Linked DNA regions of Mus musculus: all the other regions are linked to region 1. The links are chromatin contacts, called in public Hi-C, HiChIP or PLAC-seq and capture Hi-C maps. All regions are on one chromosome and are shown on one strand. Each heading gives the region's core, a stretch centred on a gene start, on an enhancer-like site or on the middle of the called end of the contact. The rest is flanking DNA. Distances are from core to core; before and after follow the strand shown. Region 1 holds the start of 4732465J04Rik (a long non-coding RNA gene). Region 2 has its middle 8.0 kb from the start of Gm33336. Region 3 overlaps Ube2n (ubiquitin-conjugating enzyme E2N). Region 4 holds the start of Eea1 (early endosome antigen 1).

Region 1 (6,358 bases), core at 2,634-5,133:
CACAAGATGAGACGTCTCCAGGAGGTTGCCTTTCATCTCCTACTGTTTTGCACTGTTTGAGAATCCTGATTGGCCAGGTGTGTATGTCATTTTCAAAAATAATTTTAATGAAAATGTCACTCTTTCCAATTAATTAGGGGTTTCCCTCCCGGTGACACCAGTGTTCTATGGAATAGAAAACAATGTCCTGATTTTTTTTTTTTCCTGACAGTCTGGACACTTGGATAGTTGCCTTGGAATCTGGACTTCTCCCCTAGCAAGCCACACCAAAGGCCTTTTCATATTGAGGGGTGACCCTGCCTCCCAAATCATTAGTTATTGGCCTCATACCTCCTGACTATTCCAATTTCTCAGCTCTCAAGTGTTACCAGTGCCTTCTCTTTGTCCAGGATGATGAAGAATGTCTGAAATCACTCACTGATGGGTTTACAGTAAATAAAATAATACCCTGCTCCCTCTCAATGGCCTTTAGAGAGCAGTCATGTGACAATGACCTAGCAATGTTTGTTTGATAGCAAGCAGTGTCCAGGAGAGGCCAAAACAATTTTCTTTTGTGAGATTTGCCACTTGTTCAGCACTGGGTGTCTGGAAAAAGTAATATGGACAATGTCCACATTTAACAGTTTGTAATCCTGGGTTTTCTCCTGTAATGCTTGGTTCATTGTAGCTGAATCCTCCATTTGCTTAAGTCTTCTGTCTTTCCTCTGTTCAGACTGGAAATTCCTTAGGCCAGAGGTAGTAGCACGTGTCTTTAATCCCAGCACTCTGTAGACAGAGACAGGATGGTCTCTCCAAGTTCCAGGCCTTCCTGGTCTTGAGTTACAACCTAGCTAGAAATATATAATGACGTTCTGTCACAAATAGGCAAACACCACCTGTACTGGTTGGTTTTGTGTGTCAACTTGACACAGCTGAAGTTATCAAAGAAAGGAGCTCCAGTTAGGGAAATGCCTCCATGAGATCCAACTTTAAGGTATTTTCTCAATTAGTGATCAAGGGGGGAGGGCCCCTGGTGGTTGGTGCCATCCCTGGGCTGGTAGTCTTGGGTTCTATAAGAAATCAAGCTGAGCAAGCCAGGGGAAGCAAGCCAGTAAGGAACATCCCTCCATGGATTCTGCATCAGCCCCTGCTCCCTGACCTGCTTGAGTTCCAGTCCTGACCTCCTTTAGTGCTGAACAGCGGTTTGGAGGTATACGCTGAAATAAACCCTTTCCTCCCAACTTGCTTTTTGGCCATGATGTTTGTACAGCAATAGAAACCCTGACTAAGATACCACTAAAACACTAAAGGCTATATAAGTGTGAGACCAGTGTCATCCAACTATGCATGTGTCCATCCATCCGTCTGTCCATCCACCTACCCATCCATTCATCCACCCATTCACTTATGGAACAAATACTTAATACTTGTGCATGTGTGGTGCTTCGCTATGCTCTAGGGATGCAAACATGAATAAGATACATTCCTTGCTTTCAAGATGTTCATGGCCTCCTAACTATCTTCGAAGTGTGTTGATCTTTACAATAATATGTGTCTCACTAAGTGCTGAACACGGATCCATGAAGGTGCCAAGGAAGACCAGGCAGCTTGAGAAAGTGCTCAGACCGTGAACCCGGGAGGTTGCAATGATGTTGTAGCTGTCTATTCTAGTTTTTGCTGAAGGGTGTTTAGAAGAAGCACCAGTTTCTCAAGACCTTTTAGCAGTAGCTTTCAGGAAGGCAATTTCTTTCTTAGAACAGACATTTCTGGACCTGGAACCTCTCCTGAAGGTGACCGCGAAGACAATACTCAGTCTGCCCTAACAATGGTCTGGGCTGCCTTCTCTTTAGGAACCAGGCTCACTTTTTACATGGACAAATGACCACTCATCAAGAAGGGACATAGGAAGAGGGCAAGAGGCTGGAAGAGGTAATATTTCCGGGGTGCTGCTGAGGGCCAGGACCTTTGCACCCTTAGCAGTTATCCAAAGGTATTGCGGGTTGGTAGGCGATTCACAGCTCTGCCCTTGGGTGTTTTTACAATTTTAAATGAAATGATTTCTAACACACTGTGTCCTAAGCTAGTTCCCTAAAGAAGCATAGCCCCATCATTTCTCCCACAGAGGTGAAAATTATTAAACACATACAGAATCAAACCATCACAGAAAAATAGAACAACAATCATGGAAAGCATTTTAGGGACCCGGAGTTTCCTAGGATGCTATGGAACATCTATAGGTGCAAATGGTGTATGCATGAGAGCGTGTAAGATGATTTTCAGTCATTGTGCAAATGTTTTAAAATTTCAATTATGAATTAGAAGATTCTAAGCGTAATCTTTGAGTACAAAAATACTATTGTGCACTCCAAGGACCCCAGTGAGTTGATTTAAAGACAGCCTAAAGGAATGTGTCGTGAAGCAGCCATCTACAAGGATATGAGCAAGAGCATGGCATGGAGTCTTAGCATTATTTGAATGGTCTGAGGGACTGAGAAACGAAGTTTATTTTCCAGGAGACAGAGAAGTTACATGAGTTACCCATGCTCAGAAGAGATCAGAGACCAGAACATGGTCACCTGACTTTGCCCCAACATCCTTGGTCAACTTCCCACTCTACGGATGAGGAAACAGCAGCTTGGCTAAGGAGCCATCTGTTTTTGAATAGAGACTCCAGTGAGAATCTGGCCGCAAAGTAGAAAAGCATAGACTTTTAGTGTAAAACCAAAGTCCGTACTTATAGAGTGCTTACTATGCACCTCAATCTTATGGAGATCTCTCACATATTAATGCATATTAATCCCTAAAACACCCTTTTAGATACAATTAGACATTTCCATTGTCTTTCTTTTCATGAGAGACAAATGAAGGAATGAAGACGGTTATCGTTTGTATATGCTTAGCCCAGGGAGTGGCGCGATTAGAAGGTGTGGCCCTGTTGGAGTGTGCATGGCCTTGTTGGAGTAAGTGTGTCACTGCAGGTATGGGTTTTAAGACCCTCATCCTAGCTTCCTGGAAGCCAGTCTTCTGCTAGCAGCTTTCAGATGAAAATGTAGAACTCTCAGCTCTGCCTGTACCATACCTGCCTAGACGCTGCCTTGCTCCCACCTGGATGATAATGGACTGAACCTCTGAACCTGTAAGGCAGCCCCAATTAAATATTGTCCTTTATAAGACTTGCTTTGGTCATGGTGTCTGTTCACAGCAGTAAAACCCTAACTAAGACAAAGATCAAGTGCTTTTTAACATTTAGTCTAATATGCTGAGACTCGAACCTACCTCGTCAATCCAGCTCTAGAGTGTGTTCTCTCACCCACTATACACTCAGGTCACCAATACGTGAGGATGTGATGGAGGTATCTTGATCTCTGCTGGGAATGGAACTATTCTGCTCATTGTGGGGCCTCCTCTCCATTTCCCACCTCCAACTGGCCAGTGAGTCCTGGTCCATTCTGTAGGAGACATAATTTCTTCTGGCCATCCACTTTTTCTTCTTCAGCAAGCTTCCACTCCATAGTTCAGGCTGTCCTAGAATTCACGATTCTCCTGCCTCAAATCCTCTAAGTGCTAGGATTGCAGAAACCCCCAGGAACAATGTACAGTTGCCATTGTTTCCTAGGAATAATCCATTCATATGTAATGATGAAAACAAAGACTCCTATCTCCAAGGCTGAGATGGACAGAACCACAGTTGGTGACTAGTAGTGTGAGTCACATAGTGTGAGCCACGTGGATTCATGGCAAACCTGACAGACATGGGTAGAGGCCCAGGGCACTACAGGGGGTCACCCGGTGCCAAGGAAGTCCTGCCTGCTCACTGCCTGGTGTTTGGCACAACACCTGGTGCCGAGCAGGTGTTCAGAGCAAGAACGATTGGAAGCTCGGATGGAAACAGCTAGGTCTCGACATGGGCAGCGGTGTGGTGATTGGAGGTGAGAGGGCAGCAGACCCAAATTTGACCTACTTTACTATCCTGCTCCAGGTAAGCTAGGAGAAAAGCTGAGTGCCAGATTTCCAGTCCACAGGGAAGAGCACAATGCCCAGACCATGCAACAGTGTGCTGTCATAGCTAAGGTTCCTAGCTTAGAGGGAATCCTTTCACCTTTGTCTTCCATCGCAGCAGGCTTATGGATTCTGCCTCCTTAAATAAAGGGACCTTGGTCTCCATCCACGTAGGGTGTTTGGTGGGGTGGGGTGGGGAGGGGGAGGCCATCTGGGTCCTGTCACTAGCCTCCTCTGTATTGGTGCTCAACGAGGATCAGGCTATGGGTGCTCTCCTTTATCTCCCCAGCAGGTGCTGACAGCTGAGCCATTCCACACACCTTTGGGGCAAAGAACCGCTGGAAGCCCGGGCCAAGTTCAAAGACCGAACATTCTTTCCAAGGCGACCAGAAGCACCCTGGAGGGCTGGCTCCTAGTTACATAAGCCACAGGTTAGCAGGTCCCCCACTGATGTACTCCGCCTGAGCCTCTCTGACTTACGCAACTATTACGCAGACGCACTTGTCCAGTGTGGCAACAGCCGCTACGTTGCTATCAAGTATGTGGTGTATCCGCCCATACTCACTTAGACAACGCTAAAGCTCTTCACCACCAGGTGGTTAAGGCAGTCTGATCGGGCTGGCAGGAGGGAAAGGCATGACTTACTGTAGCTCTTGGCCCAGGCCACCGAACACTCAGTACCTTGTACCCCGTTAGCCTTGGGCAGTAAACCCTCTGATAAAATGTTCTCTTTTGGTGTTTGTTTTTCCTGGCAGTCTCATTTTGGGATATAAATGGTTCATTATTTCCACCCCATAGATCCATTCTTGCTTTCTGAAGAAAAAAAAAAAGGAAAGATTGGTTAAAAAAAAAAAAAAATCATCACTGGGGTGACCCCTCCTCTTCTCAAATGTTCTGACCTTGAATGAGGCCAAGTTTCCACACTGCTCTGGGCCATCTACAGCCGAGCCAATGTGGGAGAGGTTGACTTAGGGAAGGCAGCCGTGAACAGGGGATATAAATATATTACACTAAAACACTTGGTGCCATTAAATGCCAGGAAGTGGCATAGACCTTCTCCCCCTCCCCCCCCCCCCACCAGCCCCTGCAACCTTTTCAGAGGATACTTGGTGAGCATCAGCAGTTAGGAAGTTGGAACAGGGTCCCTCCCCAGCTAGGTCATTTTCCCTGCAGGGCATCTTGGAGGCAAATTTTATTAAGGATCAAGTAACTGGCCCAAAGCAGTATAAATAGCGAGAGAGCATATGACAAGCCCGGCAATGAATGTGGCCCGGGCTCAGGCAAGGCGCCTGCTGTGTTGACTGCTACACTGCAAGCTTGCATGGAGCAGTCTTCCCGGAATGTGACCAGAAAAGTTGTGCGCAAAGGTGCACGCAGACTTGCTAAGGCTTAGTATTTAAAAAAATTTTCAAAGGGACGCCTCCTTATTTTTTGGAACTTGGCGAGCCACACAGTTAATTCAGGAAAGGAACCTAAGGCTGGAGGAGATTAAGTTTGGAAGCAGACACTGTCCCAGACTGAGCTTCCCCAAGTCCTTCAGGTACTACTAAGAGCAAAACCTTAAAGCACATCGAAATACTGTGTAGGAGTTAACATGCCAGAGCAGACAAGGAGGACCTCAGACTTGACTCTTACATGGACAATCTGGAGTGAGTTTAATGTAGCCCATTTGTTTGTTCTACTGATCTCTCCCTTCGCTTTAGAGTAGACCCGGAGTGTAAACCAAGCTTTAGCGAAATGGATCAGATAACTGAGCGATGAGAGCCACAGGGTTATGACAGAACAATTTCTTAAACTAGCTGTCTTTTGTCAGTCCTGTCCCCACTGTCCAGAGCTGTTGACACCTCTGAAGATAAGCGTGTGTCCTCCACTGGAGGAGACTCAGAGGATTGAAATAAAGCAGAGCATTCCCGCTCGTATCCAACACATTTCCAAGGGACCCCTGGCTTCTGGGACAACACATCTGTGTTGTTCTGACCTAAGTTCTAAATGCACTTCAAGAGATGACAGTATTGTCAGCTCCCTACCCTTCTGAAAAGGACAGTAGCCACCTGAACATACCACACTCTTGTCAATTTATATATATAAAAAAAAAAAACAGTGTCTATACTTTGCCTCTAGAACTTAGATAGAGAAAGCCACTGACATTTAGGAGCTGGCGACCATGAGGAGCCGATGCTTTCAGAATCGCCCCCAGAGGGTGTGAGGACATGGAGGAAGCCCTGTTGCCTTCTTTCTGACAAAGACTATTGGCTCCTTATTCAATATTTACTCTATTTTTTTTCTTCTGTAGAAACAATTCTAGCATGGCAAAATTCGTGTCTAAGAGATGACATCTCCTAACCTCTCTCATAGTAAGAGTGTCACAGGACAGGGCGCT
Region 2 (6,618 bases), core at 3,255-5,754, 150 kb before region 1:
GAGGGTCTCTTCCACACTGGGTGGAGCCTGAGCTAAGGAGTCTCAAAGCCCACCCCCATGATGATGCACTTCCGTCAACAAGGCCACACCTACTAATAGTGCCACTCTCTGAGCCAAGCTTATACAAGCCACCACAGGAAGGTTGAGAAACACCAAAATAGCAGGAGACTAGAAACTGGATTGAACGATCAAGATTAACTTTTGGAGACATTAGTTAGCATAGGAAGACTGGAACCCTCTCTTTACCTGGGCTCTCTCTTTTTTTTTAAAAATTTTTTAATTTATTATTTTCTTTATATACATTTCAAATGCTATCTCGAAAGTTCCCTATACCTTTCCCCCACCCTGCTTGCTCCCCTACCCACCCACTCCCACTTCTTGGTCCTGGTGTTCCCCTGTACTGGGGCATATAGAGTTTGCAAGACCAAGGGGCCTCTCTTACTAATGATGGCTGACTAGGCATCTTCTGCTACATATGCAGCTAGAGACACAAGCTCTGGGGGTACTGGTTAGTTCATATTGTTGTTCTGCCTATAGGGTTGCAGACCCCCTTAGCTCCTTGAGTACTTTCTCTAGCTCCTCCATTGGGGGATCTGTGTTCCATCCAATAGCTGACTATGAGCATCCACTTCTGTGTTTGCCAGGCACCGGCATAGCCTCACAAGAGACAGCTATATCAGGGTCCTTTCAGCAAAATCTTGCTGGCGTATGCAATGGTGTCTGCGTTTGGAGGCTGATTATGGGATGGATCCCTGGGTGCAGCAGTTTCTAGATGGTCCATCCTCTTGTCTCAGCTCCAAACTTTGTCTCTGTAACTCCTTCCATGGGAGTTTTGTTCCCAATTCTAAGAAGGGGGGAAGTGTCCACACTTTGGTTTTCATCTGGACTCTCCTTTTAACAAAGCATATGTGAGAAAATGTTTCCATAGACAAACTTGGGAGAGCTGGGTGTTAAGTATATATATAATATCCTACAAAGGCTCATTGACCACACAACCGAGCACTTCTGGGGCCCTTTCCTAGCTCATTAGCTCATTCCGATTCTTGGGAGCACTCTGTCTATGTTTCTGTTTCTGATTGAGAGTCCAGGTGTTGCCTTATGCCTGGAATACGAGACCCTGAAACCGAGTGTCTTTCTGACGCTTATCCACAGAGAGGCACTCCTATGCACATGTCAACACTCTGGGCTTTCTCACTATTTCTCTGACTTCTATCTTATTTAAAAGACAAGACTCTTGCCGGGCGTGGTGGTGCACGCCTTTAATCCCAGCACTCGGGAGGCAGAGGCAGGCGGATTTCTGAGTCCGAGGCTAGCCTGGTCTACAAAGTGAGTTCCAGGACAGCCAGGGCTATACAGAGAAACTCTGTCTCGAAAAAAAAAAAAGACAAGACTCTTTCTCTATTTCCCTCCCTGCAACTGCTGGGATTTATAAGAACTTGCCTGTTCTATTGTTTTTCTCTCAAATGTTAATGAAATTGTCCTCAGGCTTCCTTCTGAGTCCATTTTAAACTTATTTTATTAATAGGACTAAGAACTAGGGCCAGGTGTGGTGGTACAGGAAGCAGAGGCAGGTGGATCTCTGTGCCTCTCTGGTCTACAAAGCAAGTTCAAAAACAGTCAGGTTTTGAGGAATTCTGTTTTGAAAACACACACACACACACACACACACACACACACCCCACTGGGACTAAGAACTCAAATGGGTGAACCTCAAATTTTTTTTTTTTGGTAACAATTACGTGTTGGAAAAAAAAACCAACTTGAATTTATTTATTTAAAAGATATGTCAGCCGAGCGTGGTGGCTCATGCCTTTATTCCCAGCACTCAAGAGGCAGAGGCCAACGGATTTCTGAGTTCGAGGCCAGACTGGTCTACAAAGTGAGTTCCAGGACAGCCAGGGCTATACAGAGAAACCCTGTCTCGAAAAAGCAAAAAAAAAAAAAAAAAAAAAAAAAAAAAAAAAAAATTAAAAAATTAAAAAAAAAAATTCAGATTAATGTCTTCTGTTTCCTTTTTCTTTTCCAGTGTGACTATTTAGAAAAATCCCCAGTTACACAGGAGGCTCCCATTTTATTCCTATTGGGCAACACCCAGTCTACCAAGTTAAAGGCTTGTTTACTGCAGTTGCTAAGATATTCTCCCTTTCTCTATCTCTCTCTTTCTTGAGAACACTAGCTCCCTCCCCCCACCTGTGTGTGTATATGTGTGTGTGTGTGTGTGTGTGTGTGTGTGTGTGTGTGTGTGTGCCTCTCAATAAAACCAGGTTCCCTTGGAGACACTTCGTACTGATTTGGGAGCCAGCTTCCTTGAGGCTTTTGGGGTGCACATTGCTGCCCTGTACCACTCTGTGCCATAACTGACTCCCCACCCCAGAGGCTCAGGGAAAAACACGTGCCTGTTTTGGCAAAGGAGGCACTGCTGCCAAGGACACTGGCCCAAAGTATTGAGGAGGACTTTGACCCCCACTGTCACTGGAATGTGAGCCTGACTTTGATTTAACCCCTTATCCTCCAGTATCCTGCCTTGTGGCCCAGACTCCAAATTAGAGCTCAAACCTCTTGTCTGAGTCTACCATGTGGCTGCAACAGTAGGTGGGTTCCTCCATGCCTGGCTCAGGTGTAACCTTTTTTTTTTTTTTTTTTTTCTCCCCCAGAAAAACTAGGAGGAGGGTAGGAAAAACGAAAAAACAAAGTCTCAAATCCAGCTTGGTAGTCAGTCTGTCGTGTAAAGGGAAACAGAAATCCTGGACTGATGTTGCAACCATCCACCCATAGTAGATTCCAACCAGCTAAGCTAGCTTTGGACACATCGCTATGCTAAAGCTTCAGGTTTTGTTGTTGTTGTTGTTGTTGTTGTTGTTGTTTTCTTCTTCTGTGTCAGCTGCCTGTAAGATGAACTCTATAATGATTTCTTCAGAGAACTGTTGAAGTATCAGCTAAGCACGCAATAGAGTACTGTGGACCACAGCCTTGTTGGTTGGGGGCGGTGGGGGAGTGATACTTTATAGCCAGATCCTAGGGTTACGCTGTTTTATTTGGCCAGAGAAGTGTTGTATAAATGAATGGGAATCCTTTTTGGTGGGCACACCCCAATGTGTGGGGCTTTGCTTCGTACTTGTGTCTTGGTTGACTGCTGAAGACAGACATGTCCTATACCTTGTACAGTGGTTGTGCTAGGTAACCGGGTAACAGAGCCACATGACTGAGGGCAGCCTGAGTACCAGGCACTTTCTGGACCATCGACATAGTTCCTGTCTTTGACAGCTCTCTGACAAGCACACAATAGAACAATGGAATCCAGAAGGACAGCAGCTCTTAGCTACTGAATGCATCAACATTCAGGTTGTGAGGAACGCAAGCTACTAACTGCCTCAGGGGAAGATTTGTTTGAGAGAAGAAATGCTTTTGAGCCAAGATCTGCCCTTAAGATTAGCTCCTGGTTCCGAACTACTTCATACTCTCCCAACAGATGAAAGACTCTCCAAAGAAATTGAAAATCTGATTCACCAAATCTATTTCTTTTGCAGGGCCCTGTTTCACCTCTATCTGCTTGAATTAGGTTGTTTGTTTGTTTGTTTTTTTTAATTAATTAATTGATTGGTTTTGGCCTTTTTGAGAGCTGACCTAGAACCCATTATGTAGCCCAGGTTGGTCTGAAATTCTCTAGACTCCCCAGCCTTAGCCTCCTGAATGGATGCTGGGATTATAGACCAGGGTTCAAATGAATTTGTAAGAGAATCATTTTCTTTTTTTAACCAATGTTCATTTATTATTAAAGTTGTAATAAAATATTTATCAATGCATATAAAATGCAGAAATAACTGATATTTTTTCCAAGAAAGATAACTGATAAAATATTTAATTACAAGATGAAACAGAAATATGCCCAATGACTTTTGTTTTGTTTTGTTTTTAAGTCTGTCTCTTTCTATATGTGTGTGTTGTTTGTTTTAAAGGCAGGGTCTCAATTAGCCCAGGCTGGCCTTCAATTCCCGATCGTCCTATCTCTACCTCCAGAGAGCTAGGATGTCAGGCGTGCTCCATCATGCCTGGCTAGGGTTTTAAAGTCATCTTCTTGAATAGATACCATAATATTGAATATATTAACTAGGCATTATGATACACATCTGTAATCTCAGCACTTGGGAGGATCAGACATTCAAGGTTGGCCCATGTCTTTAATTCCAATTCTTGGGAGGCAGAGGCTGGCAGATCTCTATGAGCTGCAGGCCAGCCTGGTCTACAGACTGAGTTGTTCCAGGTCAGTCAGAGCTTTACAGAGAAATGCTATCTCAATCCCTCTTACCTCCCCTGAAATCTCCCCCCCCCCCCCCAAACACACACACACACACAGAGAAGTTCAAGGTTGTTCTTGGCTACATAATAAATTCAAGGCCAGTCGCAGCTACATAAGAGGCTATCTTACTTCAGCCACGCAGGCCAGCCCTGCAAGTGCCCTTTGAATCCAGAACGACCAGAAGCTGTTTGTTTAGGAAGTCGGAGCTCAAGTTCACGATGGTAGCTGCCTTTGGCATTGGTTCTTCCTTAGTGATAAACAACCCAGCCCCAACCCCAGATGAGTTTGTTTGGCCCATTTTGGTTGCTATCTCAACCCCAGGCTGCCTTGGGATTGGCTATCGAAGTGGGCAAAGGTGAGGGAAAGAGATGTGGGTGTTGGCCTTGGCATTGGGCTTCAACCTGTGTTTATTTCTTTTGAATGCAGGTCATTGCAGGCTCCTTCAGTGTTCAGGGCTCTGCCTGGGGAGCCTGCTTCACTTGGATCAGAGCCTGTCCCCTGCTGGGCTCTGGGTGGTCACTTAGGACAGGTTTAGGTCTAAACTCTCTCTCTCATATGTGAAAGTGTGTACATGAAAGAACATGGCGGCAGTTTTGTAACAGCAAGATCCCTGAGGACGACTGTACCCACAGGCTCTACCCAATCCTTAGAGCAATGCCATGGGAGAAGGGTCTTAGATATTCCCACCTCACAGGTGAGGAAAATGTGGCCTGAGTCCATAGCAAAGGCAGATCAGAGAGAGCAAACAGTGTGAGTCTGGAATCCATTCCCAACCTTTATGTTTACGGGAGGCACTAATAGTATCAAATAGTATCCACTATAGACACAGTTAGATACACAAATAGTATCAAGTAGTATCCATTATAGACACAGCAAGCTGTTGGCTTTGTCACACTAGGCAAGCATGCCAGCAGCGGAGCTACACCCCCAGCCTCTAGTTTCTTTGTTGTAAAACTCCGCTCTATCATGCCTTAATGCCTTGACCACTTTGTGTGGTTTAACTTTTACCTTGTACTTGGTGATGAACATTAGATCTTCTCATTGATTTCTTGTGTGTACACATGTGTGTGACATTTTATGCTTGTGTTGTGCACAATAACAGAGGTTCTCAGCCTTTCTAATGTCGAGACCCTTTAATACAGTTCCTTATGTTGTGGTGACCCCCAACCATAACATTATCTTTGTTGCTACTTTATAATGGTAATTTTGCTACTGCTTTGAATCATAATGTAAATACTTGATATACAGATGGTTTTAGGCAACCCCTGTGAAAGGGTGGTTTGGCCCCCCTGACCCACATGTTGAGAACTGCTGGTGTATTATATAGTATAGGTGCCTGTGTAGGCTTAGAGGGCAGGGGCCAGAAATGGATGTTGTCCTCTATTGATCTCTATTCTTTTGAGATAAAGCTTGCATTTTTGGTTATATGGGTGCTCGAATTTGAACTCTGGTCCTCCTGTCTGCTCAGCTAGTCCTCTTAACTAACATTGTGCCATCTCTCTACCACCACAAACCCAGCTTCATGAACTAACACCGGCTAATGTGCAAAGTGCTTAGACACTGTCAGGGAGAAACTTGGAGGGAGTCCTACCGGCTTAAGGTTAATTTCATCTGATGCTCAATTTTGACCTTGCACTTGGGGATGCCGCTGTTCTCAGGATACCTAGGAAAAATGGAGGCAGGGTAACAAGTAGATTGTGTATTGTTAGCTTCCAGGTGAGGGGCTTGAGAGGCCCGAGGCCTGTCTCCATCAGTCCTATAATGGCCATAACCCACGGCATTGACTGGCACTCAAGAAGTGTGATCTTGGCAAGAAATGGAGTTGGATTTCTTTGTGCAGAACTCCAATTATCAGCAAAGCAAGAAAGAACAAGAGAAACATCATTTTCCAAATGTACAGCTCCAATTTAGAGTTTTGATTTAAATTGTCAATTCATGACACAGGAGTAATACTTAACCCCAACCCCGACTCCCGCCCCCATGCCATCCTGCTCCCCGTGACTCAACCCTAAATTTATTTTAACATACAAAACACTTGTCTAACAATTGCAGGTACTCTTGTGGGCCAAGTGGTATATATCCAGGACCCAGGGGCAGGGTCAGCTCCATCTTGGAGCCTCTTGCTTGTGACTCCAATAATCTGAATGTCTGAACTTCTACTCGAGTCTTTGATACAGTGGATCATGGGGTAGCTCATGTTGTCTTTGACTTCCACCTGGACCTGTGGCCATGGTTCCCGAGGGCTGGTCTTTCCAAGCACTCTGCTCACCCTGACCAGTCCAATGATCTGCACGTAGCTCAATGGCCGTCTAATGGAAGTC
Region 3 (6,520 bases), core at 1,190-3,689, 230 kb before region 1:
AAAGATTTATTTATTTATTTATTTATTTATTATATGTAAGTACACTGTAGCTGTCTTCAGACACTCCAGAAGAGGGAGTCAGATCTCGTTACGGATGGTTGTGAGCCACCATGTGGTTGCTGGGATTTGAACTCAGGACCTCTGGAAGAGCAGTCAGTGCTCTTAACTGCTGAGCCATCTCTCTAGCCCCCAGATTTCTTTTTCTTGAACAACTTTATTTATAGGTTATTTATTTATTTTTTGTTTTAGCTGGCCAGTGGTGGTACATGCTTTTAATCCCAGCACTCAGGAAGCAGAGGCAGGCAGGCAGATCTCTGTAAATTCAAGGCCAGCATGGTCTACAGAGTGAGTACTAGGGCAGCCAGGACTACACAGAGAAAGACTATCCAAAACAAACAAACAAACAAATACCTGAAATTGCAATTTTTTAAAAAGTACACAGCTATATTTTTTGTTGTTTTTTTGTTTGTTTGTTTGTTTGATTGGTTTTGGTTTTTGGTTTTCAAGACAGGGTTTCTCTGTATAGCCCTGGCTGTCCTGGAACTCACTTTGTAGACCAGGCTGGCCTTGAACTCAGAAATCCACCTGCCTTTGCCTCCCAAATGCTGGGATTAAAGGCATGCGCCACCACCACCTGGCAGTACACAGTTTGTTTCTTTGTTTGTTTGTTTGGTTTAAACCAACCAAACAAACAAACCCTAAAAGTTGCTGAAATCAAGATCTTTCCCTGTCAGTGCTTTCTCTCCCTCTCTACATTTCTAATTTGGAACAAAGATAGTTCTGGATTATAGGCCAGTGCTACCATGCCCAGTTAGGTTAGGTGGTGCTAGGACCAAAGGTTTCCTACAAGTCATACAGACAATCTCAGCTCCACTCTGTAGCATAGCCTTTACCTTTTCATTAAAGAGAAACAGGCTTTTTATCTTTTTTAAAGGATTTATTTATCATTTACTATATATATACATTTGTGTGCATGCACTAGGGGCGCACAAAGTCTAGAAGAGGGAGTTGGATCCCCTGGAAATAGAGATAAGGGATGGTTGTGAGACACCTAGTATGGGTGCTGGTAGTCAAAGCTCAGCAAGGAGACTCTAACCCTGAGGGAAACATCTTATTGTTTCTCTTTAGCAGTCATCACTTTAGTACTATCACTAACACTAAGCAAAATGTGGATTGTTTGAACACACGTTGTCAGAGCCGAGACTGGTGACTAATGGACCAGTAGAGTATTTTTGTTGGATATGCTGGACTAAGGGTAATTTTACATCCAGGTGTGCGGCAGTGTGAGATTTTATGCTATAGCTAGATGAAAAGATCATATTGGGGGGGGTGTCTTGCTGAAGGGATGAAAAGTGCATAAAACTTAAATCAAGCCCGCCAGTGGTAGTGTACATCTTTCATCCCAGCACTTGGGAGGCAGAGGCAAGCAGATTTCTGAGGCCAGCCTGATCTGCAGAGTGAGTTCCAGGACAGCCAGGATTACACAGAGAAACCCTGTCTCAAAAAACAAAAAACTTAAACCAGGAGTGGTGGTGCCTGCCTTTGATCCTAGTACTCTAGTGACAGGACAATCTCTTGCATTGTTTTATATATGAAAGAGAGGGTGGGAGGAGAGAAAACATCCACACCATAGCACCCGTGTGGAGGAGGGCTTTGATGATAGAACTCAGGCTGTCAGGGTTGTGTGCCAAGTTGTACCTGCCATATTGTCTTGCTGGCCCATCAACTAATATTTCTTGATTGGGGTTGACCAAGGATAACTGCAGCTTTGGGAAGACAAATTGTGTGCAAGGGGAAAGTACCACAACTATATGAAATATAAAAAAGCGGGCTTGCTCAGAAAGTTAAACAAGTGAAGCAGTAGGAACTTCAGCTTTGTCACTTAAACCACACTGCACTTACTGTCCTTACGACGAAGCACTGTAAGACCTGAAGGTTCCTCGTGGTTAACCTTATGTTTGGTAGGAGGGAGGGAGAGAGATTATATCCACTAGTGTTTCCTTCCCTTCTTCCTACTGTGGGTATGGATTTTAGACACTGGTGTCAGGTTTTTCTATTCTCACAACCTATGCTAAGTTTGGGAAATGGAGAGTGTTTCATCAGATAAAATGATGATCTGTATATTGTGTGGTGACATGGGAGGGATGCTTTATATCTCTAACTACTCTGTAGTGTAGATTCCAGTGAAATCTTAGATCAGTAAGGTCACAGTGGTGCTTTCCACTTGTTGGTTTTTGAGACAGGGTCTTGCTGTGTGGCTGGCCTGGAACCCAGACTAGCTGCTCTCTGGCCGTAGCCACCCAAGTGCCAGGACTACAGGTGTACACCCCACACCCCACTAATGCATTCTCTGGGAAGAGTGCCTGACTAAGAGTAGGTAAATGGATGACAAGGGTGTGAGTGTGGAATTTGACAACGCACAGTGATTTTTGAGCTATTTTAGGATCTGATCTTGGAGGTACTTTGGGTAGCTTGTTAGACCTTTAAATAGCTGCTACTATGTATAATCCGGGAGTGGTGGTTACTTAGAATCTTGGACCCCCTCCCCCTCTTTCAGCCTTTCTTTCTTTTCATGGAGACTTGGGATAAAACAAAGTTGAGAAAGGGCCAAAATTGAAATTTTGCCGCCTAGTTTGTTTGTTTGTTTATTTATTTATTTTATTTTATTTCTCTGCCCCTCTGCTGATCTTTAACATCTTTTTCCGCTTAAAATAAAGGCTAGGGTCCCTTTTTGGCTTTTCCTGGGGGAAAAGGACAAGTATAGTCTTTGAAGTAGAAATAATGTCTAGTAGGTTGAGGAACTTTCAGGAGATTAAATGAACCAAAAAGTCAGGGTGTGGGGATAAATGAAGGTGAATTGAAAGGTAGGCAGAGCACAGGAGTCCCTTGCCAGGCTTTGACGTTTAAATAACTGGAGAAGGTAGAACCTGGAAGTACAAGATGGCAAGGTCCAGGTTGGAAGCCAGGCAGAGTACTAGGAGGTTGTTTATTTAGTCTGCTAGGTAGAGGCTGACCTTGAACTCAGATATGTGCTTCCAAGAGTATGAGAGCTGTTGTTGCCACACTCAGTTTCCTAGGCTTATTCTTTTCTCCAGTACCTCCAGAGTGTGGTAGCACTCTGCGTCCATGCTTCCGCCAGATGAAGTTGGAAAATCCTATGGCAAAGTGGTCTCTTTATTGAACAAGAATTTTGTCATTCTTCCCTATTTTGTGTATTGTTACTTACATAACATTCCCACTGTTTTAAGCACTATAAGTCATCTAGAGATGGTTTGAAATATAAAGATTTTTGTAGTTTAAATACAAATACTTGTACAATTTTATGTAAGAGTCTTGAACATCCAGAGATTTTTGAGAATTCTAGACCTCGTCTGCCCTTGACTACAAAGGATGACCAAATTTTAGAAGAGTTCAATGGCCTATTTTTCTTGCTTTTTTTTTTTAAGATTTATTTATTTTATGTGTATAAGTACACTGTAGCTTTAGATACATCAGAAGTGGGCATCAGATCCCATTACAGATGGTTGTGAGCCATGTGGTTGCTGGGAATTGAACGCAGGACCTTTGGAAGACTAGTCAGTGTTCTTAATCACTGTGCCATCTCTCCTGCCCAGTGACTTGGTTTTAAATATAATTTAGAGCAGGTTGCTTTGCCTATTGTAGCAACCCTGGTGTCATTTTTCTTTTCCTTTTATGTGAGCATAAAAATTGGTTTTATTAATCCAATCTAGAATGTGATAATGTCCTGCAGTTATATTCAGTTGGTTGTTGTTACATGAATGGTCTGGTGTTGGTTGGTTGGCTGGTTGGTTGGAAACAGGGTTTTCCTATATAGCCCTGGCTGCTTGACTGTCCTGGAACTCACTATGTAGGCCTCTGCTGGGATTAAAGGTGTATCCCATCATACCTGCCATAAAGCCTTTTATTATTGTTTTGGGTGTGTGCATTATTATGGCATGATGCAGAGGTCAAAGAAATTCTTAAAAGAACTCAAAGAAGAGTTTCACGTTTTATGTGAAAATTATGCCATTGGGAGATTGTGTTATATTTAATTTCAAAAGACGAACTTCCTAATTTTAATTTTGGTGTCTAGTGAAATGACATTTGTTTCACAGGTATGCTTGTTTTTCTGTTGTAGGAAACCCAGCGTTTGCTGGCAGAACCAGTTCCTGGCATTAAAGCAGAACCAGATGAGAGCAACGCCCGTTATTTTCATGTGGTCATTGCTGGCCCCCAGGATTCCCCCTTTGAGGGAGGGACTTTTAAACTTGAACTATTCCTTCCAGAAGAATACCCAATGGCAGCACCTAAAGTACGTTTCATGACCAAAATTTATCATCCTAATGTAGACAAGTTGGGAAGAATATGTTTAGATATTTTGAAAGGTAAGTGTTGTTTGTCACCCTGTGCTTTATTAACGTGTCCTTTTTGTCCTAAGCATTCTACATTTAGAATGTAAGCATTGGAATCTCACTGTATGCTAACAGCCCCAGAGTGTGTGGGAGGGAAGTGCAGCAGTTCTGGGCCTGTTGTCCATGCTTTATCATATACTGGGCCTGTTACCTTCATAGATAAGTGGTCCCCAGCACTGCAGATCCGCACAGTTCTGCTATCAATCCAGGCTTTGTTAAGTGCTCCTAATCCAGATGATCCATTAGCAAATGATGTAGCCGAGCAATGGAAGACCAACGAAGCCCAAGCCATAGAAACAGGTACTTAATATCTATTCTCTTTCTTTCACCTGCTCTGCTTTTCAAGCTAGGTCCCTTACCATTTGATGTTTTATTTACAAGCTTACATTTAAAAATATTCTGTGAAGGAGATTTTGCAGTGTTTAACCACATGTATATACTATAATGACTACTGTATTGGCAGTATGTGAAGATACTAGAAAACTTGGAAACTGTTCTTTTTTTATGGTCCACTTAAAGGATATAGCCATTTATAGAATCAACAAACTTCTTCCTGCTATAAACATATCATCTATTCAAAAATGAAAGAACGTTTTCTATCTGTTGAATTTTATGAAAGGTTTGAAGCTAGTCTAGTCTATATAGTGAGATTCTTAGAAAACAAAACCCCTAATTAGTTGCACTGTTTTGGTAGTAAGGTATTCAGAAAACTGGTCTGATCCAGTTTATAGGAGATGGTATCTATCTTGTTTGGAAAGAAACTAACAGCTGCATATTTGTTTTTTGTCTACAGCGAGAGCATGGACTAGGCTATATGCCATGAACAATATTTAAGTCGATCAGATCATCGAGTGTACACCACTTCTCCTGTTCTGCCAAGACTTCTTCCTTTTTTTGTTTGCATTTAATGGACACAGTCTTAGAAACATTACAGAATAAAAGCCCAGGCATCTTCATCTTTGGTGATTACATGCACATTAGCAAATCTGTCTTGTCCTGATTCACTGTTGTAAAGCATGAGCAGAGGCTAGAAGTACCATCCGGGTTGCTGAGAGATGCTGAGAAGCAGGACTCTCTGCTTTGACTCCTTCCCCATCATGGTTAAAGTACAAGGCACTGTGAATGAAGGTAGTTGTCAGGGTTAGCTGCCAGGGGTATGGGTGTTATTTTATTTTTAGGGGGAAAGTAGTTTTATTTTAATTTTATGGCCCCCTTCCCCCTCCCCCCTCTTAAAGGATCTAATTGCAGTGGTTAAATGCAGCTAACCAGTTTTTTTAGAATATGCTCTCTAGCCAAGTCTAACTTTAGACGCTGTAGATGGACAAGCTTGATTGTCTGAACCAAAATGGGAACATTAAATAAACATCACAGCCCTCACTAATAACATTGTGACTTTGCTGTCAAGTGTAGATTCTCCACCCCCACCCCCACCCCGAAAAGACGAAGAAAAAGCTTGTGACCATTTTGTATGGCTTGTCTGGAAACTTCTGTAAATCTTATGTTTTAGTAAAATATTTTTTGTTATTCTACTTTGCCTTTGTACAGTTTATTTTACTGTGTTTATTTCGCTTTCCCGATGTGACAATCGTATTTAAAATTAAAATGGATGGGACATTCTGTTTTAGTCCTCTCCATCTGACAAATTGGCAAGAGGAGAATTTTACCAGTTTGTTTCATTGATGCAGATCTGTGTTAGGATTCTACTGAGTGAGTATTTATAAACTGGCTCTGAGCATGCATGAAGCATCAATATCTCTTTTTTTTCTTAAGCCTCCTAGAAATTTGAAATAAATATTACCTGATTCAATTAGGTGATCCTTGGTGTCCTTGCCATGTTTGAAAGTTGACCATACTCAGCAGTCACAGTGAAGAGGGCAGTTGCATGTCACATATGGCATTTGAGCTTCAGGTGTAGGTTATGACTTCTCTTGGTTCTTGTCTGAACACTATATGACCATTGGTTTGTGCTATTAGGAAAACTCTAGTTATTTGATTTTGCTGAGGCAGTTTTGAGTCCTCCTGCAGACCTAATGAACCCGGCAAGTGGTGTCATTGGCTCTTCAGTTCCTGTGCATTTGCTATGTAGCCCTGGCTGTCCTGGAACTCAC
Region 4 (6,585 bases), core at 1,598-4,097, 170 kb after region 1:
TCTGGTTACCTGTTAGCACATATCTTGCCTATGTGCTAGAATTCTGTGTGTGTAAGCAGGAGCTCAATTTATTAAACAGTTGTCCTGCAACTTTGATTATCTTGAGCAAGGAAAGCTGGTTTACAGAGATGGAAAATATGGTTAGCATTGTGGCCTGTTACAAGAACAATAGTTTCTGTTAAATTATACAAGACCAAGCAATTACAGGAATACTTAACATTCCAGGAAGTTATTTGTTTTTGAGCATAGCTTCTTCAGGCTAGAGGTATTTTTATTTTCGAATCCCTTATAGATAGTAAACTTTAAGCATAATGTAAGCATCACACTTCTCGAGTCAAACTCTCGACTCTGTGTGGGTACCTGTTTATATTGGGATCTAATATACCCAGTTAAGGCAATAATTAGCCTGAGCAGAAGGGCTATAGGCACTGCTATGGCTGGCAGTATACTTATTAGCTAGGAGGATCCTGAAAATGAGAAGCGGAATCATTCTTTGTTTTCCCCGATTTTGGGTTCTTTCTCTTTCTGCAATGTTTTTATGTTTTTGTTTTTTTTTTCCTTTGGAGTGTAACCAAATTATCTCTAATGATTCCCGAGTGGTTTGCGTAGAAATGACACTTTTCTCTTAACCTCCTTGTTCTGCAGTTGGTTGAGCCCCCTGCCATACTGCAAAACCACATCAGCGAATGATTCCTCCTGTTCTTCCACTGTGTTAATAGATTTTCTAATGTGGATAGACCCTGTTCTATTTGATGTCCTAGGCTTTTGAGAGAGGTTTTGCAACTGCAGAATCAGTTATACAGATTAGTAGTGGAGAACAGAACATAAATTATCACAGACTGAGGGAGTCTCCTGCCTTTCCTATCCTGGAAGAGCCCCATACTAGAAGCCTCCCTCAAGGTGAGAGTGGCAAAAGATGAGGCTCCTGGGAAGGATCATGAAAGGGAGGGTCGGGGTGTCCTGCAGCTGGCAGCCCAAGGAGGCCTGGTGTGCCTTTAAAAGAAGAGCAGGTGGGGAGGAGGCCTCCAAACGGGAGTCAGGAGGGGACTGGGGGGTCAGAGTCAGAAATAGGAGAATGATCGGGTGGTTGGGGTTGATAAGAGGATCCGCTTCAGGTGTGAGCTGGGCTCAGCAGTGGATCTGGTGACATGTATTTTTGCCTGGCTGGTGTTCTAGGTGTAGAGGGTGGCAGCATAACTCCCTTGACGGTGCTGCTAGGACCAGAGGCCAACACTTGTCCTGCACCTTAGTTTCATTTACTTTCTCTGAAACAAAAATGGTGGTGTTGGGGGAGAGATCTGGTCAGTAAGTTTTTAAATTCTGGGATTTGGGACTCCTTCAGGCCAGAATGTGGGATACTGGTCCAGGTGTCCTGGTTTATTAGAGACCACACGTTGCCCTTTGTGCATAAGAGGAAGGCTGAAGTAGCCTTCAGCAGGCCAGCCCACCTGAAGTGAAGACCAATCAAGGGTACACAAAGTAGTTAATTTTCCCGTTGAGATCTGTTCTCCAGACTCGTGAGCTTTCCTCTGGAGACTCTTAAAATGAGAGTTCATCAGATTCAAGGGGTTTTCTGGGTAGAAGAATTTTGACCCATGATTTTAAATTTCTCAAGAACAATGAACAGCACAAGCAATCTACACAATACAAAAATAGGACAAAGTTCTCAAATCTGGTAGCCCCCCCACCCCCACAATCCTGACCTAACAGCGTCCTGGAGGCCCCACCGACTCAGAAACTGACACTGCATTTAGCTTTTCCACAAGTCCCTAGGATTATTAGCTACAGATAGAGAAACCTTACCTGAGGTATTCAATGCTTTCCCCCACCCCACAATCTAGGCATCCCCAGTTCCCAGCCTTTCTGATTGCTCTCTCAGCTCCCAGGTCACTAGGTACTGTCAGTATCCCAAGTTTCACCTTGTGCAGTTTAGTCATCTAGAACCTGGCAGAGGCCTCCCAAGCACTGGAATTGCCTGGGAGAGAAACACTTATAACAGAGCAACCCCGAATGCACATTACAGAGAGTTTCTAGAGACAAAGAACACAGAAAACTCACATCCTAGCTGGCAGTTGAAGGAGGAAGCAAGCAAGTGGTTAAACAGAAGCCAAGGACACGAAGTTAGCTGGGGTATTTCTACCCCTTGCTTTTAGAACATAGTTAGGTGCTTTCCCACGGAAGGGCTAGTAAAAGTGTGTGTGTTTCAGCTTAAAACAAGGATGGCTCCAGCTGAAATAAGATGAAGAAACCTTTGCCCTGTCACAAAAGGATAAACCCAAACTTCTCTAGTTAATCCCAAACCCAGCCTCCTCCCATGTTTTATTGTTGCTCTGATTGCAATCAGAAGCAGGAAGGAAGCGGGTAACCTGGGTATGGAAAAGCAGGGGGAAGCCCAACACAGTTAAGTAAGCCTTGGTTTCTCGGGTCCACAATGGCTTGGAGTTTAGAGGTCGAATCAGCCTTTCCAGCCAAGAGGAGGATCCGGCTCGGGGTTGCTGCACTAAGAGCGCTAGCAAACTTCCATCCTAGGCTGGGGCTCAGCTGAAGTTAGCTCTAAAACCTGTTCTTCCATCCCCGTGTGGGGGACACCTCCAGGCGGGACCCGTGAGGTCCCCACGCATCTTCTCCATCAGAACACCAGGCAACCCTCAACATTCCCGAGCAGGGTCCGGCACCCAAGGTCCAAGCTCTCGGCGGAAGAAGCCAAGGCACCAGCTTCCTGTGGCCTGTCTCTCACACTAGCCCCGCTTCCGATTGGTCGAAGCCTCGGGCCGGCCCTCCCTCCGGCCCCGCCCTCCCCGCGGATGGACAGGCCGAGGAGGCGGGGCTGCAGCGGCTCCGCCCCTCGGCCCCGGGCGGGCGGGCCCGCCCAGCTGTCAGTTACGGGGGCGGCCCGGCAGGCGGGCGCTCGCTGGCTCCCTCCTCGCTGGCTCGTGCTCGTGAGCCTCTCGCCGCCTGTGGGGAAGTCGGGGCCGCCAAAGCCGCGTCCACCGCCGCCTCTTCCCCGCCCTCCTCCCTCCCGGCTCGGCTGCCGGCCCCTCGCGCCCTCCAGTCGTGAGTAACCCGCATAAGGGCGCGGAGAGTCCCCGCGGCGGCGGCGGCGGTGACGGCGGCGGCGGCGGCCGGCCAAACCATGTTTCGAAGGATCTTGCAGAGGGTAAGAGTGAAACCGTCCTTCCGGCAGCACGTGAGCGCGAGCGTCCGAGCCCGGCCGCGGGGCAGCCCGGGCTGGAGGGCGGGGGCGCTCAGAGCTCCGCTAGGCCCGGTGACAGCGTGCGCCGAGGCCTGCTGGTCCTGCCGGAGCCGGGCTGCGGGTGGGGCGGGGCGCAGGCCGGAGCCCGGAGGGCCTCCAGCCTCGGCTCCCGCGCTCGGGGCTGTCACCACGGGCTGGAGGGTGTGGTGCCCGCGCGCGCCCCTCCCCGCTCCCCGCTCCCGGCTCCGCGCCCGTGGGTGCTCGGCTGCGGGCGGCTGCGGGGCCCTTCCCTGCCCCAGCGTGCCACCACCTTCCCACGACACGCACCTGCCTGTCTGCCTCCTTACTCATCTATCTGCACGGTACAGGAGGGTCATGGGAGACCCGGCCTAGTCCTGGGACTTGAAGACGCTGAACTGCCAAAGTCGGTGGAGAAGGAAGATATTACTCACTGTTGGAAAGTTTCTTTTAAGAATTACAAGTGCATTTTCCTCTCCAAGACCCAGAACCTCATTTTAGTTATCCAGGACTAAATGGCTCAAACGGCAGATACACTCCAGTTTAGTTTCCACCAGGGCTATCTCAATGTAAAATCTGGGAAATCTTGAGGGTAAAAAGGTAAGAGCGTTGGAAAGCCGTAGATGTTTTGTTTAGGTACCAGTTCCTAGAATAACATAATTAAAATCGCTTCTAATAAGAGTTGCCTACTCAAGTGTTTTGGATAGCTTCCATTCGCTCCCTTCTGCAGCTGGTTAATGTAAAGAGATGTTACCTAGAGAGTAGGAGAATTAGTTCAAAGGACAAGAACTTACTGAATGTGTAGCATTTAGTTAAGAAATGTGCCAAGGAGGGTTGAGTCAGCCAGTACACAGGAAGGGAAGATTCTGTTTAGACAGCTTCTGTGAAACATTGAAGTCATCTGGTCATACATCAGAGGAAACATAGTTAACGTCTGCTCTGGCCCTCTGTGGGGACATTGGATTTTTTTTTTTTTCCTTTTGCAATCGTTTTTGGTAGTTTTTTTGAAACTTTGATAGAGCTGAACCTTGGTAGCAAGCAAGGGCATACCCTTTACTCTCCCCATCAGCTGCTTTGTTCAACAGCAAAGGCTTCTGTGCATGATTGATGGCTTGATTTGCTTAAGAGAACTGATTACCTTAACCTCAGGTTACACACGCACACGTGAGTGCACCCCCTCCCCCCCCATACAGTTACCCAAGAGAAAAGGAGTTTGTGGTTTGCTTTTAAGTTTATCAACAATGTTTTCTGATTTGGGAGTTGCTTCTGGTGGCAACAGTTTGGCTTTCAAAAAACATGGGTTTTTCAGTTCTGAAGACCTGGGATTGTATGACGATCATTCTTCGTATTGTTGTTTGTTTATCTGATCTAGAAGTTTCTGTCAAAATGGAAACATGGTATTTACTGTGGTTATTGCTGAAATATATTATTGAATCATCATATTTGAATACATCAGATTGACAAATGGGCTTCCCAGCCTTGGAACTAGAGATACTTGTGAGTAAGTCGTTCTATCGTAGGGGTGGCTTTGTGCATTTGTCAGTAGCTAAAGTCATCCATCCCTTCTATTGAGTAAATGATAAGCTACATTCCTTCTAATATTGTACCTGCTTCAGGCAAGCAAAACTATCTCCAGACCAAATGTTCTCTAGGGGCTAAATTGCCCCTAGTTGAGATCCACCATGGTATGTATATGTATATACATATACACATATATATGGATATATGGATATATCTATCCTTCAATAGGAAAGTTTGAAATGTCTCTCATAGTTAATGTTCTCGTCTACAGTGGAGAGCTTCAGTAGGATCCATGTATAATGCTAGGAGCTATGAAATGGTTTTTAATAAGATGTAGCCCTCCCTTTAGAACTCGGAACTTGGTTGGCGGGGTGAACATGAAAAAGTAATTACAGTGCTGTGAACTGGAAGAATGAGGAGTGCTCTGGGAGCTACTTTGGAGGAGGTTGTTAGGCAGTTATGATAAGCTTTGGGAAGGAGGACATAGTTATAGCTTGAGAGGGAAGGACATGCCAGGAAGAGGGAATAGCATTTATAAAAGTATGGGGTCATAAAAGGAGCAAGGGATCCTTGGGGGGGATGAAGGGTTAAGTTTAAGAGGTGAGACAGTATTCAGGGATGGGTGGGAGATGAGGCTACTCTAGTGGGGAGTGACTAAGTTAGGAGAGGACCTTGCATCTCTTTGAAGTGTTCAAGTTTGTCTTGTCCATGTGTCTGTTTTGAATGCTTAGCATTTAATAAGAGTATTTTGATGATGCTAAGACTTGTGATTTATATTACTAATTTAGATCCTATAATGTGTGTTTTTATTAACTCAACAGGTGGTTTTTGCTAACAGGCATAACGTGAGTCTTTATTTTGTAACTGTCAATCCTTTTTTTTTTTTTTTTTTAACCTTACCCTGTCAACCTTATTTCTCAGCAGTGGAACTATGATACAAGATTAAAAGTACACATACTGATTTGGAGGGTTGCTTGAAGGGTCCATGCTTTTAACTGTACTTCACTTCTCTTAACATTCTGTTTTTAGATGATCTTTCATTTTGACTATTATAATTTTCTTCTGATTAGTATTTTTTAGATAACATTTTGAAAGAAGAAAAGGACATTGCATGTATAATCAATTCTGACTTCATCTTTGAACATTACTAATAAGTCCTTATGGTACTTCACAGATATTTTATTCTTCCTCTTCTTTTGTTAGCTTACTAAAAGAAAGGTGTTATTGAGGGTTAGAAATGCCTGGAAAATGGTAAAGGTGATTAAGACACCCTGATATGTATGTAAGGAATATTTTGATTAAGGTATAGCCTCATTGCATTTCTATTCTGTGGTAAACATCATGAACAAGGCAACTTATAAAAGAAGGTGTTTACTTTGTGTCTTATGGTTTCAGAAGTTAGAGTCCATGATGGTGGAACAAAGGCATGGCAGCAGGAACAGCTGAGAGCTCGCATCTTAGTGCATAGTTTGGAGGCATAGAGGGAGACACTGGGAATGGCTTGAGACTTTTAAAACCTCAAAACCTGCTCTCCACGCCCCATACCTCCTCCAAAAAGGTCCTACCTCCTAATCCTTCCTAAACAGTTCTATCAACCAGGGGCCAAGCATTCAAACCTATAGCTCTGTGGGGCTCATTCTTTCTTCATAGATCCTTTGAGAAATACTTGAACTTAAGGCTCTCAGTGGTCAGAAAGATGATCAGCATTACTACAGTAGGCAGTTTGCAAACTTTGTGAGATTTCTTTCTTAAAGAATATGGTATAATTTAAGAATATTACATTTTCTTTTGCTGATAAATATAAAATATTTCTAAGAAAGAATGTATTTAATTCAGAATGTAAATGGAAGGAT

What was found. Hi-C and Micro-C count contacts between places; a contact is called where the count stands out from the background. HiChIP or PLAC-seq counts read pairs in DNA pulled down with a chosen protein or histone mark. Capture Hi-C pulls out chosen DNA fragments and counts their contacts.
Region 2: a contact with region 1 is called in a Hi-C map of liver, with 2.6 times the contacts expected there. The contact joins the enhancer-like site here to the promoter of 4732465J04Rik in region 1. A contact is called at or near these places in 1 of 15 datasets of contacts at CTCF or cohesin (the NIH/3T3 cell line), 10 of 484 Hi-C or Micro-C datasets (the C2C12 cell line, Sertoli cells, brain and 4 more) and 6 of 115 datasets of contacts at active chromatin or transcription factors (Th17 cells, acute myeloid leukemia, embryonic stem cells and 3 more).
Region 3: a contact with region 1 is called in an H3K27ac HiChIP or PLAC-seq map of heart atrium, with 6 read pairs. The contact joins the enhancer-like site here to the promoter of 4732465J04Rik in region 1. A contact is called at or near these places in 5 of 484 Hi-C or Micro-C datasets (embryonic fibroblasts, embryonic stem cells, liver and 1 more) and 8 of 115 datasets of contacts at active chromatin or transcription factors (embryonic stem cells, heart atrium, hepatocytes and 2 more).
Region 4: a contact with region 1 is called in a capture Hi-C map of embryonic stem cells, with 2.1 times the contacts expected there. The contact joins the promoter of Eea1 here to the promoter of 4732465J04Rik in region 1. A contact is called at or near these places in 1 of 15 datasets of contacts at CTCF or cohesin (the NIH/3T3 cell line), 1 of 484 Hi-C or Micro-C datasets (cardiomyocytes) and 2 of 9 other capture datasets (embryonic stem cells and liver).

What each region holds. Positions count from the first base shown.
Region 1 is chr10:95,769,250-95,775,607 of GRCm38.p6, forward strand. 4732465J04Rik (a long non-coding RNA gene) reads left to right here and starts at 3,884. Exons shown (of 5, transcript XR_380952.1): 1 at 3,884-3,958; 2 at 4,474-4,516.
Region 2 is chr10:95,620,952-95,627,569 of GRCm38.p6, forward strand. No RefSeq gene overlaps it. Among named protein-coding and RNA genes, the nearest start is that of Gm33336, 8.0 kb to the right of the region's middle. Within about 2 kb of position 4,505, at least 49 of the 459 cell types and tissues checked have an H3K27ac peak or open chromatin away from gene starts, as enhancers often do. A contact at or near this core is called in embryonic stem cells, hepatocytes, kidney and 1 more, where this site is marked.
Region 3 is chr10:95,537,067-95,543,586 of GRCm38.p6, forward strand. It overlaps Ube2n (ubiquitin-conjugating enzyme E2N), which reads left to right. Exons shown (of 4, transcript NM_080560.3): 2 at 4,139-4,385; 3 at 4,572-4,712; 4 at 5,206-6,520. The coding sequence ends at 5,246. Among named protein-coding and RNA genes, the nearest start is that of Mir3058, 19 kb to the right of the region's middle. Within about 2 kb of position 2,440, at least 4 of the 459 cell types and tissues checked have an H3K27ac peak or open chromatin away from gene starts, as enhancers often do. A contact at or near this core is called in heart atrium, where this site is marked.
Region 4 is chr10:95,937,816-95,944,400 of GRCm38.p6, forward strand. Eea1 (early endosome antigen 1) reads left to right here and starts at 2,848. Exons shown (of 29, transcript NM_001001932.3): 1 at 2,848-3,157. The coding sequence starts at 3,134.